Linked DNA regions of Gossypium hirsutum: region 1 is linked to region 2. The links are chromatin contacts, called in public Hi-C maps. All regions are on one chromosome and are shown on one strand. Each heading gives the region's core, a stretch centred on a gene start, on an enhancer-like site or on the middle of the called end of the contact. The rest is flanking DNA. Distances are from core to core; before and after follow the strand shown. Region 1 holds the start of LOC107925636 (digalactosyldiacylglycerol synthase 1, chloroplastic). Region 2 holds the start of LOC107925661.

Region 1 (4,943 bases), core at 1,763-4,262, 270 kb after region 2:
TTAAATAGACCCTGCTATTGTGTAGAAGCATAGTCTAGTTGCCTATCATTACAAGGGAGTATCACTCTTAGATTCTTTAATACAGAACCATTTTAGTTATAAGAAATCAAAAAATTGGAAATATGTAATAACACTAAAAGGCATAGTTTGAGAAAAGAACCTTTGACTCCTGAGGCTCCTTGATTATTGCTTTCTGCAAAATAAATAAATTAATTAATTTAAAATTGCATGCTTAAAATATTTTAGATGAGAGTAATCAAGATAACAAAATCAGACTGTACAAACAGGACCCGTACAAGCTAAAATGTACAACATCCAACTATATACCATCAATCTAAGGATCTTCAGCAACAAGTTATAACAGAATTCCTTTTATGGAATACCGTAGAGTGAGCAAACTAAAATGCTTACTCTTCAAGTTACATAACCTTTTCCATCACAGGAACTTTATGTTAGATAAAAAGGTCCTTACAGGAATGTATGTTTCTGGGTAGTGAGAAATAAACTAAGAATTAAATTTACATCTACATAATTACAGAAGATTCCGAAATCCAATTTTAAACCAACAATTTGCAAATGTGCCTATCTCTGATCTTTATCTTTCTGGTGGAAAATCTTAAGATTCCAAATCATGATTAACCATTTGTATATCATGATGATATTATGTTTTAGTTATCCTAAAATAACTGATTGGTCAAAGGGAAAGGAATAAATTACATTATAATATCTGATCTTTCCACAAACACTTCAACCTAATTTCTCTTCTCAACAGTGCTTAATCAGTCAGAGTATATGCTTCCTAATAGGGAATTTTGATATCTTATGATACATCTTAATTCAAATTATATGCTTCCTAATAGGGGATTTTGATATCTTAGATACATCTTAATTCAAAAGTAAAAGAAGGAACATGTAACTAATCGCCAAGATACTACCCACTATTAGGGGTTGATTAAAGGGCATCTGCTACAAGGAAGCAATAGAACTGAAAGAAGGAAACCAATTTTGCCAGCCTTCAGATATGAATGCATGCTTTTTGCAATGGTAATTCCTGCATCCATATCCAAATATATGAACCAATTGATTAACCAGGCAATTTTAAAGCAGTCATTGTATCATCTTCCCATTAAAGAACAAGGCGTGTCTACATATGCCACAGGATTCAGCCTTTAAAAGCCATAACTACCATGTTTATTTTAGAGGTAAATGAGTTATAGAAGGCCCTATTATCTAAATATTATCACAATTTTCATCTTATTATTTTAAATCATAAAATATACAATTCAACCTAGCCACCAACATGTTAATTTGAAGCACAACATCCTAGAAGCAAAATATGAAATTGAAACCAATAAAAATTCCCAGCCATGGCATGAGAAGCAACCAAAACCTTCATTAGTATGAGCATGACTATTACAAGCCCAATTAAATGCATTTAAAAAATAAAAATTCAAGCATCTTAAAAAACTCGAATGAACTCATGAGATTATCTAACATTTTGTTCTAATTTACAATTTCAGTATCCTAAAAATTTCAATTTTCTAACCATTAAAGAATTGTGCTGATAATGCGAAAGTGTTGTACTCTTTAGGTGTCATTGCACCAAGCGCTACTGTTGTAGAGCTACGCACCCTCAAGGTTTTGTCCCCCAGCTCTGAAGCAAGCCTGGATAGACCACTTGCACCTAAACAAGCAAACCACGGGCTGCTGGAAAGCAAGAGCAGATGGTGCCATGATCCCTAAAAAGTAAGCATATTGGGAGACTTGAACCGATTGGGAGACTAGAGGTCATGGATTCAAGTCTCCACATAAGCTCGCTTTTTAGCGACCATAGCATCGTGTGCTCTTGCTCTTCATGTCATGGTTTCACTTGTTCATACATCAACAAAACTAGGGACAACGTTGAGCGAGCATCGCTCTCCAACAGTTACCCGTCAGCCCAACAGCACCAAAGAGAACAATACCTTGTTATCAGCAAGATGCTCTAACATTAACTACACCGCGCATTCATCACTGTTTCCTTCATTCAACCAAAAAGAGAATTCTGGAACTAAAAAGCCCTGTATTAAGGAAATAAACCCAAAAAGAACTGACACACCAATCATAAACATTGAAAAGAAAAACAAGCCAAATAACTGGGAAAGAAAGGTAGCGCTAAGGGTTTAAGTCTCAGTCTAGAAAAAAGCAGGGAAAACAAAAGAACTTACCAAACTGGACTTAACTTTCTCCACAAACTCACTATTCTTAAACCCGCCAAAAATTTCCACCGACGCATTTTTCTTCTCAAACTCCCTTAACCTTGTCTTCAATGCCCGAATTGGTTCCCAATCCCCAAATTGCCCTTCCTCTGTAAACCTCGCCCTCCTATCTTTCTTAAACTTATTAAATTCAACAATTCCATACATATCCTCTTCCTCGGTCTCGTCCACCTCCGCCACAATCGCGCTCCTTATCCTTGACAAGTCTATCCCTAACTTCGCTCTCGGCCCCCATTTCTCCATCACTCTCCTGCTAATCTCCGGCGCCGAGTAAACCCTCCGGAACTCCGATATCTTAGGCTGCAACTTCTTCATGAAGTCAATTTCCGATGATTGCCGGATCGCTGGTACCGAAAAAGTTGGAGTCGCGGATTGTATTAAGTTTTCAATTTCCCTGTCAAAACTCGCTGCGAGGTTCTTGAACGTGTTGGCTCGGTCCTTCATAAGCTGCAAATCCGCGTCGGCCGAGTCACGGACCTCTCTCCAACCTTTCGAAATGAACGAGAAAGCACTGGAATTCGACGTCGTCGTCGTCGCCACCGCCGCCGCTGCCGTAGTTTGAGACCCCTTGTCCATGGCGAGCAAATTCAGCTAAGATTTTCAATATTCCGTTAACAGAGAATTTTTCTTTAACCTGAATTCTTCTCTTTTGGGGATTGACACTTTGCAGAGGCGAGAAAGGAAAGAGAACGAGAAAGGGAGAGAGAGAGAGACAATGAGGATTTAACGGCTAAGGTTTTGTGCTCAAAGAACAAGTAGTAGGAACTGACACGTGGAATTCCACATAGGAATAGTGAGATGGTTCAAGAGATTTCCCTGCTTACGTGGTGACTGTCACGTGTAAATATGAGGTGGCACGTTTTGATTCGTTTGTTAGGATCTTCTTGGAGATGGATAATTAATGGAATATGCTTAGAGGAGCCGATTCCTTGCGGGAATCTGCATTGAACCCGATTGTGATTTTGTACACGTGGTCCATTTTGGTTGGCTAAGGCCCAAGATTTCCACCTTCCTTGTCCAACTTTCCCTTTATTTTCCATGCCTTGCTGGTGTGACTTTTCCTGCTATCCTATCTAACCATGCTTCCTTGATGTAAACAACCGATTACTCAGTCAGATTAAAAATGAACTGATTTTTGAACAAGTCGTAGTTAAATCGATTAAACCAATTTATAATTTTTTTAGTATCAATAATCAATTAATAGATTAAAACCGAAGACATTATATTATAACTATAATATCAACGTTTAAAATTTTATCATTAATAAAAAAATAAATATTAAAGGCTAAATTTAACAGTTAAACAGGTGTCTATCTGAGATCAATCTGGAAAATTTTAGCGTCTCTAATTCTGTATTACATTTTTCTGAAATTTTTAGATTTTACGAAGCGGACAAATATATAGAATGCAAAGCAACTGGAAAGGGCTATCCCAAATGCCATATGGGAGATTAGTGGCCATCGGATTCCCGCTAGCAATTGTGGGCAGCTGCCAATGTGATCCCACCAAGGTTGTCAGTTTTTGACCTTCATCCACCCTTCATGCAAATCACGATCCACATGTTTCTTTACCACTTAAAACATTCCACTTTTCAAAATTACCCTTTATGACTACTCAAAATTTGAAACATGTAACATACTAAACAACATAAAATGAAATGACAATCAAGCAAAGTTAGCAGACTCAACCCAACACATGGGGTGTAAACCTCTTAGACAAGCAAAACTGCATTTATACACCCGTCGTTTTCTGGGTTATTTGTTACTTGAGCATATTTTCCTGCACGCATATCGGAACCGATTAGAATAAGCGCTAGAACAATAAAGAAAAACACGAATATTGGTCAAGGAGGATATTTACCCCAAACAACTTTCCCAGCTGGCGTGACCAAACCCAATTCACTTACATTCACCTGAATTCGACATGAAGAAAATGAGTATCAATAATGCTAGGTAAACAGATGTCATACCAAATGATTTTGAATGGGAAACAAAGAATTTACCTCGATGATTGTTCCTTTGGTCATGACACCAAGAGATGTATACATTGGACCATTGGGATTTTTCTTTACCCCAATAATGTCGAGATTGAAGGTGCACTTGAGCTCAGGATGTGTAACATCAGCTTTAGTAAATCGCAATCCTGAAGGACGGATGAAACGCTCATATTTTGGAGGCTTTCTTGTAAAACCAGGTCCTACAAATGTGCACTTTGTAACCATTCTCTTCCATTGCTTTGCTGCAAGAGAAGAAAACCATAAATAAATTGGACAACCAAACTCTGGAAATAAAGATTGTGTTTCTTTAATGGTTGACATGACAAACAGAATAAGCTAAATTGTATATACTCACTTTTTCTTTTACCAGTTCTGAGCACCTTAAACATCTCATCTTCTGCGACCGGCCTGACCTAAAGAGGTACAAAAGTTCAAAGTCAAACAAATGTAACTATGAGAACCGTTAAGACCAGAATACAAAAGAAAAATCGAGAAAGAACATATTAAGATATAACAAACAGAAAAGTTCGGAAGTCTTATTACCTTGGGAATAGGGACCTCCCATTTTCCGGCTTTCTCTTTCCTCTTTTGCTTTATGGTATTGCTAAGAACCTAGGGCAAAGCATAATGTTATATATATTGATTGACATAAATATAGGTACTAAAGAAACAACCTCATTTATAAGCAT
Region 2 (4,592 bases), core at 793-3,292:
AAATCTTAGGAGCTGGTGGTCATAAGCGTCCTCTTCCACTATAACTGACTTATCTTGCTCGAGAAGGCTTACTTAAAAGCCAATGATTGAACCCAAGGCAGAACGAGACAACCGGAGGCTGGAATCTCGCCACATAAGAAACTTTCTTTTTCCTAACTCTATTTATTTTTCCTCATTTTAATTTCTGCAATTTATTTAATTTCGCAATTTCAATTCACTTTAAATTCTATTTTTATTTTTCTAGATTTTTAATTTTATTTTTTTTATTTTTCAGGAACGCAGGTTTTCTTGGCCAAGAAATTGTCCAGGATTTCAAGAAACGAGAATTCGTACAATCCGATCCCTGAGGATTCGACCCTACTTCCCCTTTACTGTTATTTTTACTATTATGTAATTTCAAGAGTGGGTACATATCTAGCCACTACTCCCCCCACAATTTTGAATGCTTTTATTGATTACATATTACTTTCAAAATCTTGGGCCACTCCTAATTTTATGACCTATTTTTTGATTATTGATAGACATTGAATTATATATATAGGTTAATATCTGGATATTGTCAATATCATTAAAAAAAATTATATATGTATTTATTTTTAATTTTTATTTATTATATCTTACATTCATTATACCAAATATTTTCTATTATATATATGTGGATTATTATGTTATTCAAGTGAAATAAAAATAATAATAAATAAAGTTATTTTAAAAATTCTTAAATTTGCTTGTGAATTTTTTTAATATTTCTTTTACCGGTAGTACACTTATGATCTTTATTTTTGAATATGATTATCAAAATTAATGAGTAGGTCATATACATGTGTTTTATCATGATATGTTAAAGGATGTTCAAACTCTTACATTTTTTTTTCTTATTCTTTAATAATACTTATAATATGTTATATCTTGCATTTCCAGGTCATGTGCTTCTTCAAGCACCTTGTTACATCGAGTAATAGAATTTTGATGAAGTAATTAAATAAATTTTTTTGAAAAAAAATCTCATTAGTCTCAAAAATAAAATTACTTTATAAAATATATCTTCTGACTCAAGAATTGTTTTGTTTCAACTCTAATCAGTTTCGATATCGTAAGCATATTACTTATAATGCTCTTTGTGCGGAATCTGATTTGATTTGAAATTTATGGATCATATTTTAGGCATATGTCCTTTTACGAGAGAGGTATAGATATCCTTGCGGATTAATAATATGCAATCAGATTTCTTTTTTATTCCTTTCTGGCAGTGGTTAGAACGTAATTGTTGGTCTAGGGAGTTGTTGAGTTTCAAATGCTTCCATGGGATATGATTACATTTATCTTATGGGGTTTATGGAAGTGTCAGAACAAGCAAAATTTTCAAGGAATATTGAGTTCACCACAAGAAGTGCTAGCATATGCATGAAATTTCATTTGAGATATTGAACGAGCGTGGCTATCCCTAGTTTCACGTATCCATCAGGGTCCTCATTGAATCGCTTGGAAGCCTCCTCCGCTAGGTTGTTCTCCTTCGCTAGGTTGTTTTTTGTTGAATACTGATAAAACAGTAAGGGTTAATGTTACGATTTTAGAACTTTAGTTTGACAAATCACACACTCAGTTTAACTTTTGAAAGATCATAATCTTAAATTTTTATTTATAGTTAAACTTTCTTAAATTTAAAAATATAAATCAAATTATATTAATGGCTGAGATTAATTTACATCTACAATAAAAAAGTCCTAAAGTATTTAAATTCTCTATATTTTAATCTTAAAGATTTATGATAATTATCTGGGTGAAAATACACATGAATGAAGTATTTACAATTTTATCAAAATTCAAAGTAAATGTACCTTGAGCCGCTTCTAAACAATAAATCAATTTTGTCGGACGGATTGACTCTAATAAGTAAGAGGGATCAAAGTGTGCGTTTGTGAGTGGATTCAAAGGTTGACTGTGAATGTTACCAATAGTATGCGTTTCTAATTTTTTCTTTTTGTAGAAAAAAAAAATATCGTTATTACGCGGTTACATCGTGCCCCCGTCGATACCAGAATCATTGTCTCTCACTCTCTCTCTCTCTGCTTACTTAAAGTTTAACCCTTTTGTCTTTGTTGGCCTCCCCCACTTTTAACCCTAGTTACCCTATTAACCCCGGACCCTGAGCCTAAGTTCATTCAACCTTCTTCCTTCATCAATGTCCACTCTCTCCCTTCATTTTTATTATTATAAATAGGGACCCCCTTCCCTTCTGTCTCTGTACTCTGTCCCCAAGAGAGTAATCCCTTTTCCTTTCAAAATCAAATCATTTTCCCTTTTAACTATTAAAATCGCCATTTTTTAATCTCTCTTTTAACTACCTTTCTTTCTTTTCCTTCTCTATTTTGATTCAAGAACCTCAAGATTGTTTTTTTTGGGTAGTTTGGGGTTTACATTTCAAAAACCCAGAAAGATAACATATATAATTTCTGGGATTTCGAGAAAATTTACAATTCCACGAATTTAAGGTTGTTTCTTTGTTGTTGTTGGATTTTGGGTTTGGGAAATGGTGGTGAAGATGATGAGGTGGCGACCATGGCCGCCTCTGGTTTCGAAAAAGTACGAGGTGAAGTTAATTGTAAGGAGATTAGAAGGGTGGGATCTGAAAAGGGAAGGTGAGGAGAAGCCGGAGAAATTAACGGTGGAGATTCGATGGAAAGGTCCAAAGGCTTCGCTTGGTTCTTTAAGGCGAACGGTTAAGAGGAATTTCACTAAAGAAGTCGACGGCGGCGTTGGCCAGAACGGCGTCATTATATGGGATGAAGAGTTTCAAACCCTTTGTAGCTTATCGGCTTATAAAGACAATGTCTTTCATCCTTGGGAGATCGCTTTCTCTGTCTTGAATGTAAGTCTCACAAGAACATGTTTCTTTGAAGAGTTAAGTGTTTTTGGCCTTTTGGGTATTCAATTTATTACTCTTTGATTTTGTTTGGTATGTTATTTTGGTTGTTCAATTGGTCTGAAATTGAAATGAAGATTTTTTTTTATCTGATCCATGTTTTTATACAAATCCATAGAATAGAATTTAGTTTCGAACCAGTTTTGCTATTCATCTGATTGTTTTGTTTCCTTATGACTGTTGACTATAGGACAGTTGGACATGTTCTGAAACATTGCTAATTTTATTCCATAGGAAACATCAGAAACAGCTGTTTCCATCATTGGTTTTCTTGTTTGACTTACTAATTCTTCTGTCTGATCTTTTTGATTGGTCTAAATTATGGAAGGTTATGTTTTTCTTTTATCATCGTACTGTTGTCCGTTTCAAGAGGTTATCTTTCTCGATACAGGGGCTGAACCAGGGACCAAAGAACAAGGCTACTGTTGTTGGGACGGCATCGTTGAATCTTGCTGAATATGCATCTGTGGCTGAAGATAAAGAGTTTGAGATAAAAATACCGCTCACACTTTCCACTGGTGCCGCTGAGCCAAGTCCCCAACTCTACGTATGTGCCTCTTGCGAAAGTTTCTTTTTTTTTTCTTCATTCGGAGATGTATGTTTTTTTTTCATGTTATAATTATTAAGTTGTTATTCATCCTGTAGATATCACTTAGCCTGTTGGAACTAAGAACTACTCAAGAAACCAGTGAGCCGGAACAGAGAGCTGTAGTGCCTATTGCATCACCTCTTCAGTCTGGAGAAAGTGTCACAATGGAAAAGGATGAGCTTTCTGCGATTAAAGCTGGTCTTAGAAAAGTGAAAATCTTTACTGAGTACGTTTCTACTAGGAGAGCAAAAAAAGCTTGTCGAGAGGATGAAGGTAGTGAAGGAAGGTGTTCTGCTCGTAGTGATGATGGTGAGTATCCACTGGACACCGATTCACTAGATGATTTTGAGGAAGTAGAATCGGACGAGGTAAAGGATGACTCCACCATTAGGAAGTCATTTAGTTATGGTACTCTGGCACATTCGAATTATGCTGGGGGATCATTTTACTCCAGCGTGGGGATCAGTGAGGATTGGGTGTACTACAGCAATCGGAAATCAGATGTCGGCTGCTCAAACTTTGAGGATTCTGCTGCATTGATGTCAGAGCCATCGCTTCTGCAGACTTCGAAGCGCAGTATTTTGCCTTGGAGAAAAAGGAAGCTGAGTTTCAGGTCTCCTAAAGTGAAAGGGGAACCACTGTTAAAGAAAGCCTATGGAGAAGAAGGTGGAGATGACATTGATTTTGACCGCCGTCAGCTTAGTTCTGATGAATCGCTTGGGGTAAGAATAATTCATTGATATTTTAGTTCAATTCACATGTAAACTGTCTGATCATCATTTAACTTATTAATCCTGAATTTCGTTGAGTATTTTAAGTTCTGAATTTAGCTGCCATTTGTCTTGGCAGTGGCACAAAACTGATGAAGATTCATCTGTAAACCGTACATCAGTTTCTGAATTTGGGGAGGACAATTTTGCGGTTGGCAGTTGGGAACAGAAAGAAGTGGTAAGCCGTGATGGACTCTTGAAGCTTCAATCCCATGTCTTCTTTGCTTCTATCGATCAAAGGAGTGAGCGAGCCGCTGGTGAAAGTGCATGTACAGCCCTTGTTGCTGTTATCGCTGATTGGTTTCAGAAA

The links. Hi-C and Micro-C count contacts between places; a contact is called where the count stands out from the background.
Region 1: a contact with region 2 is called in a Hi-C map of leaf, with 2.0 times the contacts expected there. The contact joins the promoter of LOC107925636 here to the promoter of LOC107925661 in region 2. A contact is called at or near these places in 3 of 34 Hi-C or Micro-C datasets (hypocotyl and leaf).

What each region holds. Positions count from the first base shown.
Region 1 is chrA01:115,630,037-115,634,979 of Gossypium_hirsutum_v2.1, forward strand. LOC107925636 (digalactosyldiacylglycerol synthase 1, chloroplastic) reads right to left here and starts at 3,013. Exons shown (of 7, transcript XM_016856341.2): 1 at 2,208-3,013; 2 at 161-193. The coding sequence starts at 2,834. It overlaps LOC107925637 (ribosome biogenesis protein NSA2 homolog), which reads right to left. Exons shown (of 9, transcript XM_016856342.2): 5 at 4,798-4,866; 6 at 4,610-4,667; 7 at 4,261-4,496; 8 at 4,119-4,170; 9 at 3,549-4,037. The coding sequence ends at 3,970.
Region 2 is chrA01:115,360,357-115,364,948 of Gossypium_hirsutum_v2.1, forward strand. LOC107925661 reads left to right here and starts at 2,043. Exons shown (of 4, transcript XM_016856371.2): 1 at 2,043-2,869; 2 at 3,315-3,470; 3 at 3,569-4,234; 4 at 4,362-4,592. The coding sequence starts at 2,531.